2 separate regions of the Anas platyrhynchos genome follow, and region 2 is linked to region 1. The links are chromatin contacts, called in public Hi-C maps. All regions are on one chromosome and are shown on one strand. Each heading gives the region's core, a stretch centred on a gene start, on an enhancer-like site or on the middle of the called end of the contact. The rest is flanking DNA. Distances are from core to core; before and after follow the strand shown. Region 1 overlaps POLR3B (RNA polymerase III subunit B). Region 2 overlaps POLR3B (RNA polymerase III subunit B).

What was found. A called contact is a pair of places that touch in the nucleus more often than the background predicts.
Region 2: a contact with region 1 is called in a Hi-C map of F5 follicle, with 3 times the contacts expected there. The contact joins two enhancer-like sites. A contact is called at or near these places in 3 of 8 Hi-C or Micro-C datasets (F1 follicle, F5 follicle and small yellow follicle).

The regions. Positions count from the first base shown.
Region 1 is chr1:57,093,920-57,098,534 of IASCAAS_PekinDuck_T2T, forward strand. POLR3B (RNA polymerase III subunit B) reads right to left here. Exons shown (of 28, transcript XM_027449743.3): 24 at 2,419-2,522; 25 at 1,362-1,528. Among named protein-coding and RNA genes, the nearest start is that of RFX4, 19 kb to the left of the region's middle. Within about 2 kb of position 2,707, at least 4 of the 8 cell types and tissues checked have an H3K27ac peak or open chromatin away from gene starts, as enhancers often do. A contact at or near this core is called in F5 follicle, where this site is marked.
Region 2 is chr1:57,130,839-57,135,453 of IASCAAS_PekinDuck_T2T, forward strand. It overlaps POLR3B (RNA polymerase III subunit B), which reads right to left. Exons shown (of 28, transcript XM_027449743.3): 12 at 4,556-4,615. Among named protein-coding and RNA genes, the nearest start is that of POLR3B, 22 kb to the right of the region's middle. Within about 2 kb of position 2,188, at least 1 of the 8 cell types and tissues checked has an H3K27ac peak or open chromatin away from gene starts, as enhancers often do. A contact at or near this core is called in F5 follicle, where this site is marked.

The DNA.
Region 1 (4,615 bases), core at 1,457-3,956:
CAGCATCTGAAGATCAGAAAGCAACAGCTGAAAGCACTCAGTCACTTCCCAGCTACCACCTTCAGCACTCCCTAAGAACAACTAGATTTAACAGAGAAACTCAGCACTGCCACTGATTTATTTTTAGAAATATACATGTATGTGCAATGTAAAAACAAGCAGGAGACAACCTCCCATTCAGGCATTACTGACATGATGCAGTGCTATTCCAAAAGCTGCCCACCTAGACAAATAATAAAATATAATTAGACATTTGGAATTTGCACACATATTTGGAACTTCCATGCATATTTGCCTTCAAATTTCATAAAAAATAAATGAAGTAGGTGAAATTTGCCTGGAAGAATACAAGTATCTAAAGCAAATCTCTAAATAAAGTAGTACAAAGTTAAAGTTTGGGGCAAGGGATTTTTACAGCAAGATTTTATTCTTCCCAGGAAACAAGATTAGACAGATTTGTTTTAACAATGTTCACAATGTATTAACAAAAAACATTTCGAATGCTGCAATATGTCATAAAGAATTTATGGAATATGGAGTGGGTAAAGTGAATAAAATCTGTCTGAAACAAAAGGCAAACATATGGAATAAGTTGGTAGGAAAAACTAAAATAAAACAAAACAACAGAAAACCCAACAACTTACAACAGAGAGCAAAACTTACTCCTTGTGAAGAAGGGGACTGGGAGAATAATAAAAATAGCAGGAAGGTAGGATTAAGATGCATTTTGGAAGGGCAGGCATGTGGAGCCATATGGCCTTTTCCTGTTCCTAAACTATCTTACGTTCTTTGAACTCTGTGTCTCAGAAGCTGGTCTGATCAGCACAGCAGGAAGTTTGCAGATTAGAGTATTATGCCAGACTGAATCATTGTGTAATCGAAAGAGGGAAAAAAAAAAGAAAAAAGAGCACACACAAAATATTCCCAAGGCACAGACACCTGCTTCCAAATCCATATTTTACAGTACTATTAAAGACAATATGAAAATGCTAATCTGATTCTGAGCATATATGAGAATTGCTGCCAACAAAACTTGAAATTTCTTTCAATCTCTCAGAAGGAAAACCTTGATTTTACTTTTCTTGTCATGCAGAAGAAGTTGGGAGATTTTCATGTCTACTACAATGGCCATTCACGTTAGAGCCATGCAAATACTAATAATTCTTACAGTGTGGAACCACAAAACGCTTTTAAGAAAAAAGAAGTACCCCATTCTTCAGCCTCTTGCCTCCATCTCACAGAGCGGTTTGTCAATAACAGAAAGTTCCTGAGCTCCGAGACATAAGCAGCTTTTTCAGATGTGCCTCAACAGGATTTCCCCACTCCCCTGAAACATCTAAATCTATGCAGCAGATTCTTACCCGGTGATACCAGATGTTACGTAGTCCTTCCCTAGGTAGTTATAACCATGGCGAATAAGATCTTCACACACATCCTTAACTTTACTGCCTCCAAAAGCTGTTCCATAGTGAAACCTGCCATCGAGCACCCCAGCCTTTCCAGCCAGGAGTTCAATTAACTTTCCTACCTGTGACAGGAAAAGCAGAGTTAACAGCGGGCTCTCCAGTATGGGCCAGAACATCTCTGGGTCAGTCACAGCATTGGTTAGCCAGACAAAGAGTCTGAGACGGCAACCTGGGTTACTGCACACAATTAAAAGAGTGGAAGAAACCCAAGGAGGTCAGGAACTATGCCTGTGTGAAGGGGTGAAAAACAGACAGGGTGTGGGATCCCTTGAAGGTCCAGAGTCAGGCAGCCCCATTTTTTCCACTTGTCTGAAAAGTGAGCATGGTCCAACGTGGCCTTCTGCACTGGGAGACAGCCGCAGAGGTTAACACGCTACGGTGCAGCGGGGGAAACAGAAGAAGCTAACAAAGACAAAAAGACCAGAGGCTGTACCAAGTGATCATGGAGGTCCCATATAAAAGGCCAGGCTGTAATTTATCTAGCACGGCTCAGCATCACAGGTATGAGCCTTGCATGAATTCCAGGGAGGCATGTGTAATGTAAAGAGTTATATAGGTCAGGAACTATGACTGAGACTCCTCTCCACTCTTCCCCTCCCAGTCTGCCCCCAGCTGGCCTAGTGGGCATAGCCAACTGGGAAGGAGAGCAAGAAATTTTCAAAGGGAAAAGGCAGAACTGAGGTACCTGGTTGCTCTTCTATTAGCTCGATGGTGAACAAAATGAGGATGATGCACAAAACAGCCCACATCCCTACTTTTTTACAGCAGGATGTTTCAAAATATGCCAAACAGATGGCTGACTACTCATAAGAGAGCAAGCACGTGGCACGGTGACTGCAGAATATTCTCAGTGTGACCGCGTGGTTCAAATTTTTTGCTTCTTCTGGCTAATCCACTTCACTTTCTTTATTGGGGAACACTGCCTCCTGAATCACACAACATAGCCACTAACCGTCATACGCGATGGGAAGCCGTGAGGGTTCATTATGATATCTGGACAGATCCCTGTATCGCAGAACGGCATGTCCTCCTGAGGAACAATCAGTCCGCACACCCCTGCAGAAGAGAGAACATTTCAATTCACAAACAGCAAACCACCAGCAGGGCTGACGCTCATCACCAGATTTTTCTTTAGTGTTTTCCTCCTCCTCTCTTTCTCATGGATCACTTTTTACCCAGATTCATTACCATGACCAGTGCTCGCAACCTGCAGGCTAGAAGAGAGCCCTTGTGACAGGACTGGCGAAATTAGCATACCCTTACATAATGCTCCCAGTGATTTGTGAGCTAGCAAATTAGGGAAGAAAGCTTTAGATACAGTTTTCAGAGGCAACCAGAAACTTCTGACCAATCAGTCTGGAATATCTCAAAGGAGACACAGTTTTTAGAGCTGATACTGTTATTTCTAGGGGGTGGGGAAAAAGAAAGAAAGCAGGTCTCTATTTTCTCTATCATCAATTCAGAATTTCTTTAATGTACTCTTTATTAATACTTAATCTCTTTATTAATACTTAATAAAAACAAACGAAGTCAGGTTTTGACAGCAACTGAGGGGAGATTAGGAGAAAATACTAAAAATGAGAACAAAAGGATGTTTTTTCAGGTAGCATTCATTTGCTGAGCAAAGACTGCTCCCAATAAATTACCAAGTACAGTCCACTCCTCATACTGCTTGTGTTTTGTCAGTCAACAAACAAAAATTGTACCTTTTGGAAAAAAAAAATCAAAAAGTTTTTTTCAATCTCACCAGATTACTGGAAGCAAAACAAACAAACAAAAAGCCAAACTCTAAAGCTACTTGTGCCACGTTAAACAGAAGCACAAAAACTCATTTCAAATAGCCTGTCATACGTGGCGAAATTTTCCTTTCTCTCCCTTACAACTGTGAATTCTGCAGATTAAAATACTGCAGCTCGAAATGACCGAGAGATCTAACACACAAATTCAGGTGCTAAAATGCAGCTGCTTAAGCCTGCGCTCCTTTGAAGCACAGCTACTGTTTCAGCTGGACAATTTCTTCCAGAAGCCCTCAGAACTGAAAAAGCCTGCAAGCTATTTGAGAGCAGCCTGCTGCAACTGCCAGAGCACGTTTTGGGAACAGCCTTGGAGCGGAGGGGGCTCCTGGATGACTGAGGGTGCGGGTTACATCCCTAAAAAGGCATCCCCCGAGCAGCCACTTCACAGGGGGATATCGGCGTCTGCTCAGGAGGGAGCTCCTCTTCCACTGTCCAAGCAAGACAGGGATAGGTGTACGGGACAGTAGTTAATAGAATGAGAATGGTAAGCATGGGGGAAGGGGGTAGGAGAAAAAAAAAAAAAAAAAGGAGCGGAGTGTCTGGGCGTGGGGGTCATATTTAGTTTTTGAACCTATTGAAATTAATTTTCATTGTTCCATTATGATAAATCGATAACATCCTTTTATCCCTCCCCACCAAGCAGCAATCATTTGCTGAAAATGAGAAAAAAACAAACAAACAAAAAAACACCATCTCCTGTGTACACAGTTTTTTTTATCCTAAAATTATATGCATAAATACTTTGTTATGTAGATATTATGGCACGTATATTGTGCCTTATTCCAATTTACTTCTAAGAAAGCATTAGGATGCATCTGGACTTCAGGGCACCTGTAAGCCAAAAATTAAATCTTAGCTAACTTAAAATTACTTTAGGCTCTGAAAACCTTTTATATGCCAAGCCGGTTCCCATAGCAGACAGCCACTGTGTTGTTTGTTTTGTGTGAAAGTGAATGATAAAAGATCCATGAAATCGACACAGAAAGGCAGAACAGCAGAAAGAACTGAGGGCTCTCCATCATAGCGGCTTCTACCCTCCGCTGACTTGTATAACAATGGGACCTACACACCCAACTGCAGATCTAACACAGCTGTGCATTTCATTAGATGAAGAGCACTAGTGACACAAGTAAATAATTAACTTATTCTGGTCCGCTGACTGTGGTTATGAGACCAGTCATAGCTGACAGATTTTAATACAAGTTAACACAAAGACAGCATAATGAGCTTAGAAGTTAAAAACAAAATATTTAGACAGAACCCAGCAATGTGAAGCTTGCTAGGCCATTTATAAGTTTCTATTTTAGCAAGAAAGAAAAAAAAAAAAGAAAGAAAAAACGAGAAAGCTGTAAA
Region 2 (4,615 bases), core at 938-3,437, 36 kb after region 1:
CAGATACTAACAGTTTTCCAAAATACTTAAAACAACATTGCATGACACATTTTAAGTGTTCACAATGATTAGCGAGCAGTGTAAATTCTAAAACCTGGCAATCCTGTCAAGGGACTTGATTTTACAGCAGCTCCAAATGTCAGAAGGACTGAAAATGCAGCAGCTACCAAATGCTGGATGTTCCCAGCATACACGGCACAGGGAGGCTGAACAAGTTAAATTTTCAGCCATCACAAGCTAAGACTTCCTGGAGTCAGTTGTACAGTTTAATTTCTGTATGTACAGAATTAAACTGAATTATAACGGTCTCCATTAAACACAGTTGTAACATTTCTTTCCCTTCTGGAAGCAAAGAAAGCAAACCACACGTTATTCTATCAATGGGATGGGCCACGAGTTTTCACTTGCTTTCCTCCACCTACATGTCCCAGCTGGGCTGGCCAAAACATCTGGCAAATGGTCCTGTAAAGCAAGGATCTAAATTATAAAATACCCTTTTCACTGGCATCACATATGCACTTAGGAATAACCAAAAAGCACTGGAAACTCAAGACAGGCATATGATTTGCAACAAAAAACTCTCACTGGCCTTAACAGAGAGTAAGATTGGAGTACCTTCAACACTCTACAATACATAGGGAACACTTACTGCTCAGTTACCAAACAGTAAACCAACCACACAAACCAATAACAACACACTGTTTGTTAACTCTTGACAGAAATGGCATCCTTTTTCCATTTAGGGCACAAAGTCTTTGCTAGAAATTGATTAAGTGTTGTTATATTTTTTTTTTTGGACCTGGTATGAGAGGAAGGAAGCCTCTTGCCATTCCTGATCCTTACAGTGCTACTCACCTTTACTAGATGATACCCTCTCACTCTTATCAAAAGAAATCCAGTCACCTGCAACACACCTGCGATGTTACAGCTCATTATAGAAGAATTTCCTCAGAAGTAAAAACACCTTTTATGAAGCATCATATTAAGAAGAACTCACTGGTGTCTCAAAAAAAATTTGATTATGAGGGACGTATTTCAAATGGAGGGAAAAGGGAAGGGATGCATGCAGTTTTAAGATGTCTGAAAGTCTTGTTAAATAAGAAATCTTTTGAAATCAATCATGGTATAAATACGATATCAACAGGTTTCTGAGCAGGACATTTAACAAAGGTCACTCCGGAAAATGCTTTCATATTTTAAAAATTTTATGATCAAGAAATCAAAACTCCTAACTCCGCGTGCTGTAGAGATTATAAAGTCACATCATCCTTCCTCTGCTCTGAACTAGTAAAGTAAGTTACACCCCAAGTACATGAACTTGCCCGTATTTGCCAGTCTGAAAAGCTTAACACTTTGCTAATTTCACTCACAGACTCTCAGTCTGTAAGAGCTCTGACTATCTGGCAAGGCAGAGTCTCACAATAACCACATTATTTAGGTCAAGAGTAAGTGATTAAAGGAAAAGGATGGAATGCCAGTGATAATATTCAGTGGATTTCATAGTTAGTCCAGGGCCTTTCAGCCTGCTTAAGACAGGATCGCTAAAGAGCAAATTATATTTAAGAAAAAAAAAATTCTGACAGCTCATCAATTGATTTTCATTGAAAATCCAAAGAAAAATTAATAAAGAAGTTAAGCTGCTGAAATACAGTTTCACCAATTAGCTTAATGTCAGAGAATTCTAATTAGGCGCCTTGAGATTGCTATTTAGCGTTTAAGCCTTTAGAGTGCCAAATTCTCCCTTTCACACAAACTGGTTGCAAAATTAAAGACATTAGGCAGCCTTAATTATATTATCAGAACAGCTGGGATTAGGCAATCTCTGAAGTCAAGGCGGTATTCTTTTGTCACAGGGTAGAAATCCCTTGCTTTCCAGGGTGCCGGATTTTGGTGCTGTTCCATATCTCACCCATACAAAGCAAGCTGCATTAGAAACAAAAAAAAAATGAGGACAAAGAACAGAGTAATGCTTAGCAAATAATGAACACATTAAGGAAACAGAAAAGGTAGGTGAAAAGATTAAGCCTGAAATCGGTAGGTTTTGCTAACACCTCAGCTGGCACCTGGCCTACCAAGCCTCTAGTGGCAGCAAGACTAAGAGAAAGCTCTGTAAACCAGCTTGGCTAGTGGATACAACTCTGTTATCTAAAGCTAAAGCACATTTCGTACTCTCTTGTCCCATGGGGTGTGAAATTAGCAGCTATTGTTTTCACACATCTTTATAAACACAATGCCTTTTATGTCTTTACATTGTTTAGACTGCTATGTTTTTCTCCTCACATGGGAATCTTTTCTTTTTTTTTTCTTTATTCAAATTTTAAATCAACAGGATTTTTATTCCAGGAACATGCTGGCATTAAGACAAAAACAAAACAAAACAAAAAAACCCTCACTGCCCATTTTAATCACACAAACTTTAGCTAAACACAAACATTTAGAAACTGACAAATGATCTCTAGGCTTTTTAGTCTGTAATCCAATCAAATTAATATTACACTGATAACATGGCAGAGAGGAATTCAAGTGTTCAGCTTGAAATGAGCCTTTAAAATATCACAAGGGATCCAGAACTACTCTTAATCAAGCGTTACAACCCCCCCTGCACAGTTCTCCTTGATGTAGAAAAAATATGCACTGCCTTTGTTATGATGATCCTCTACATTTAACCCCCCTCCCCAGTTAATTTAAAATGACTTCATCTGTTAACATTTGTGCGCAGAAGCCTTTTTCGTACAGCTTGTACAAAACTTTTTACCTGCTCTATTTTCTGCCTCTAAATTATTAGGAAAACCCAACTGTTTCTCAATCCAGTTAAATAATACGATGGCAGAGCACTAACTACATTGATTACAGTCATACTGATCTACAGCAACAGTACAACAGAAAAAACAAACAAACAAAAAAACAAACAGATAAAAATCCATTACACATTAAAACTTTCATCGAACTAGAATATTGCACTGTCTTCCTATCGAGCATTACGCCTTAAAGGTAGATTCTGCTTTGGTACAAGAGTAGAAGCTTGATGGACAGTCCCTTACTAATGTAAAGAAAGGAATTTCTTTCCTAACTGGTTATGAGTTTTCATAGTTTTATCTTTTGTTTTCATAGTTTTATTTAGTGTATTCAAGAGTGTCATCTTAGGTTTTCAGGAAACTAGGAAGTAAAGCACATTTTTACTTTTACTCTGAAATGATTGTGCAGTGTGTGTGTGTGTGTGTTCCCATGTGTGGATGGAAGACAAGGCAAAGTGGGAAGGAGAAGAGGCCTATAAGGCCATCTTGAAGATGCAAGGACATCTTAAGAAGTACAATACAAATGAGCATTTCCATTGCTGCAACAGAAATCCCAGTACAAACGATGTACAGAACTGGATGCATAGCTTCTCCAGCCTGGTGCATTCTGTATACGTGTCTGGATTTCTAATAAGCAGAGACAATTTTGAGCACTAAGATTCCAACTTAAATTCATACAGAGCACAGCAATAAAATCCAATTTTTATCTAAATCAGTTAGTCACATAACCACTATGGTTAGGAAACATCCATGCCAGGGTAAACAAGCTGTTCCTTCACCAACTCCTGCTTTAGGAGAATAAAGTTTGGCGCACAGCTGCAAACCACCACCCTCTCTGCTAAAGAATGGTGCCAGTCAGATACCTCAAACCATTCTCTCCCTTGCAGCCCTCTGTTACTGCTTCTACCTCCAGTGCCAAAATTCTGCAAGCAGGGAAGTCCATGCACTGCATTTTCACTAGTTAGTCAACTTACCTATTTTTAAAAGATTCTGATAACCCCTTCTAGTCTTGCCCTCAGTAAACTGAAGATTTTACCCACTAGTCATTTTTTGCCAGAACTTGAGGGTTGTAACATCCTTCTGGTGGACAAACAGAAGCAGTGGGGGATTTTAACATCTTCAGCAGACACAGCTGCACCCAGAAAAGATGGTAAGAGCCTCTGTAACAAATCAAGTGTTTGTGCTTCCTCTCTTGAAGGCTCAAAACAGAGCTTATTGCTCGAAAAGAAGTGTCTAGTAAGGCTTCAGACCATATACTTTGTTGATTCATGCTACTTCAGAGGCTAGAAAGGCAGTTGACAACAAATAAGCAATTCTAGGGGCTTCTCCAAATTACAGAAGGCTCCAGCGACTGTTCTGTGAGCTGCTACAGAAGCTGGATTCTCCGTAGTGGCACAGCCTGGGCCTAGTATTTTGGCACCTACTCAGATCCAGTTCATTACCCTGTTGCTTACGTAGGGACACTGGAAGATGGATCTTACGGTAGATGTCTTGGCAGTACCAGTGCTATGATGGAAACAGAACTGTGGCACTATTTCTACTTTTCTGTCCTTTTATCTGGTATAGAGGCAGAACAGAAGTGAGGATACAATTTATTAGTCCCAACTGACATATTTACAAGTCAACATAGAAAAGCCAAAGAAAATAAAATGAGGAAAAACTCTTCAGCTGAGAAGATGAGGATGCTCCTTATTTGCATCTTTTAAGAACAGCTACTAACAAAATCCCAGAAGAACCTTAGCTCTGAAGAAAAAACCTACCTGCCCTGCCAACTCCAAACGTTTATTTCCGTAGTAGTCTCTGTCATCTACTTTATTTTC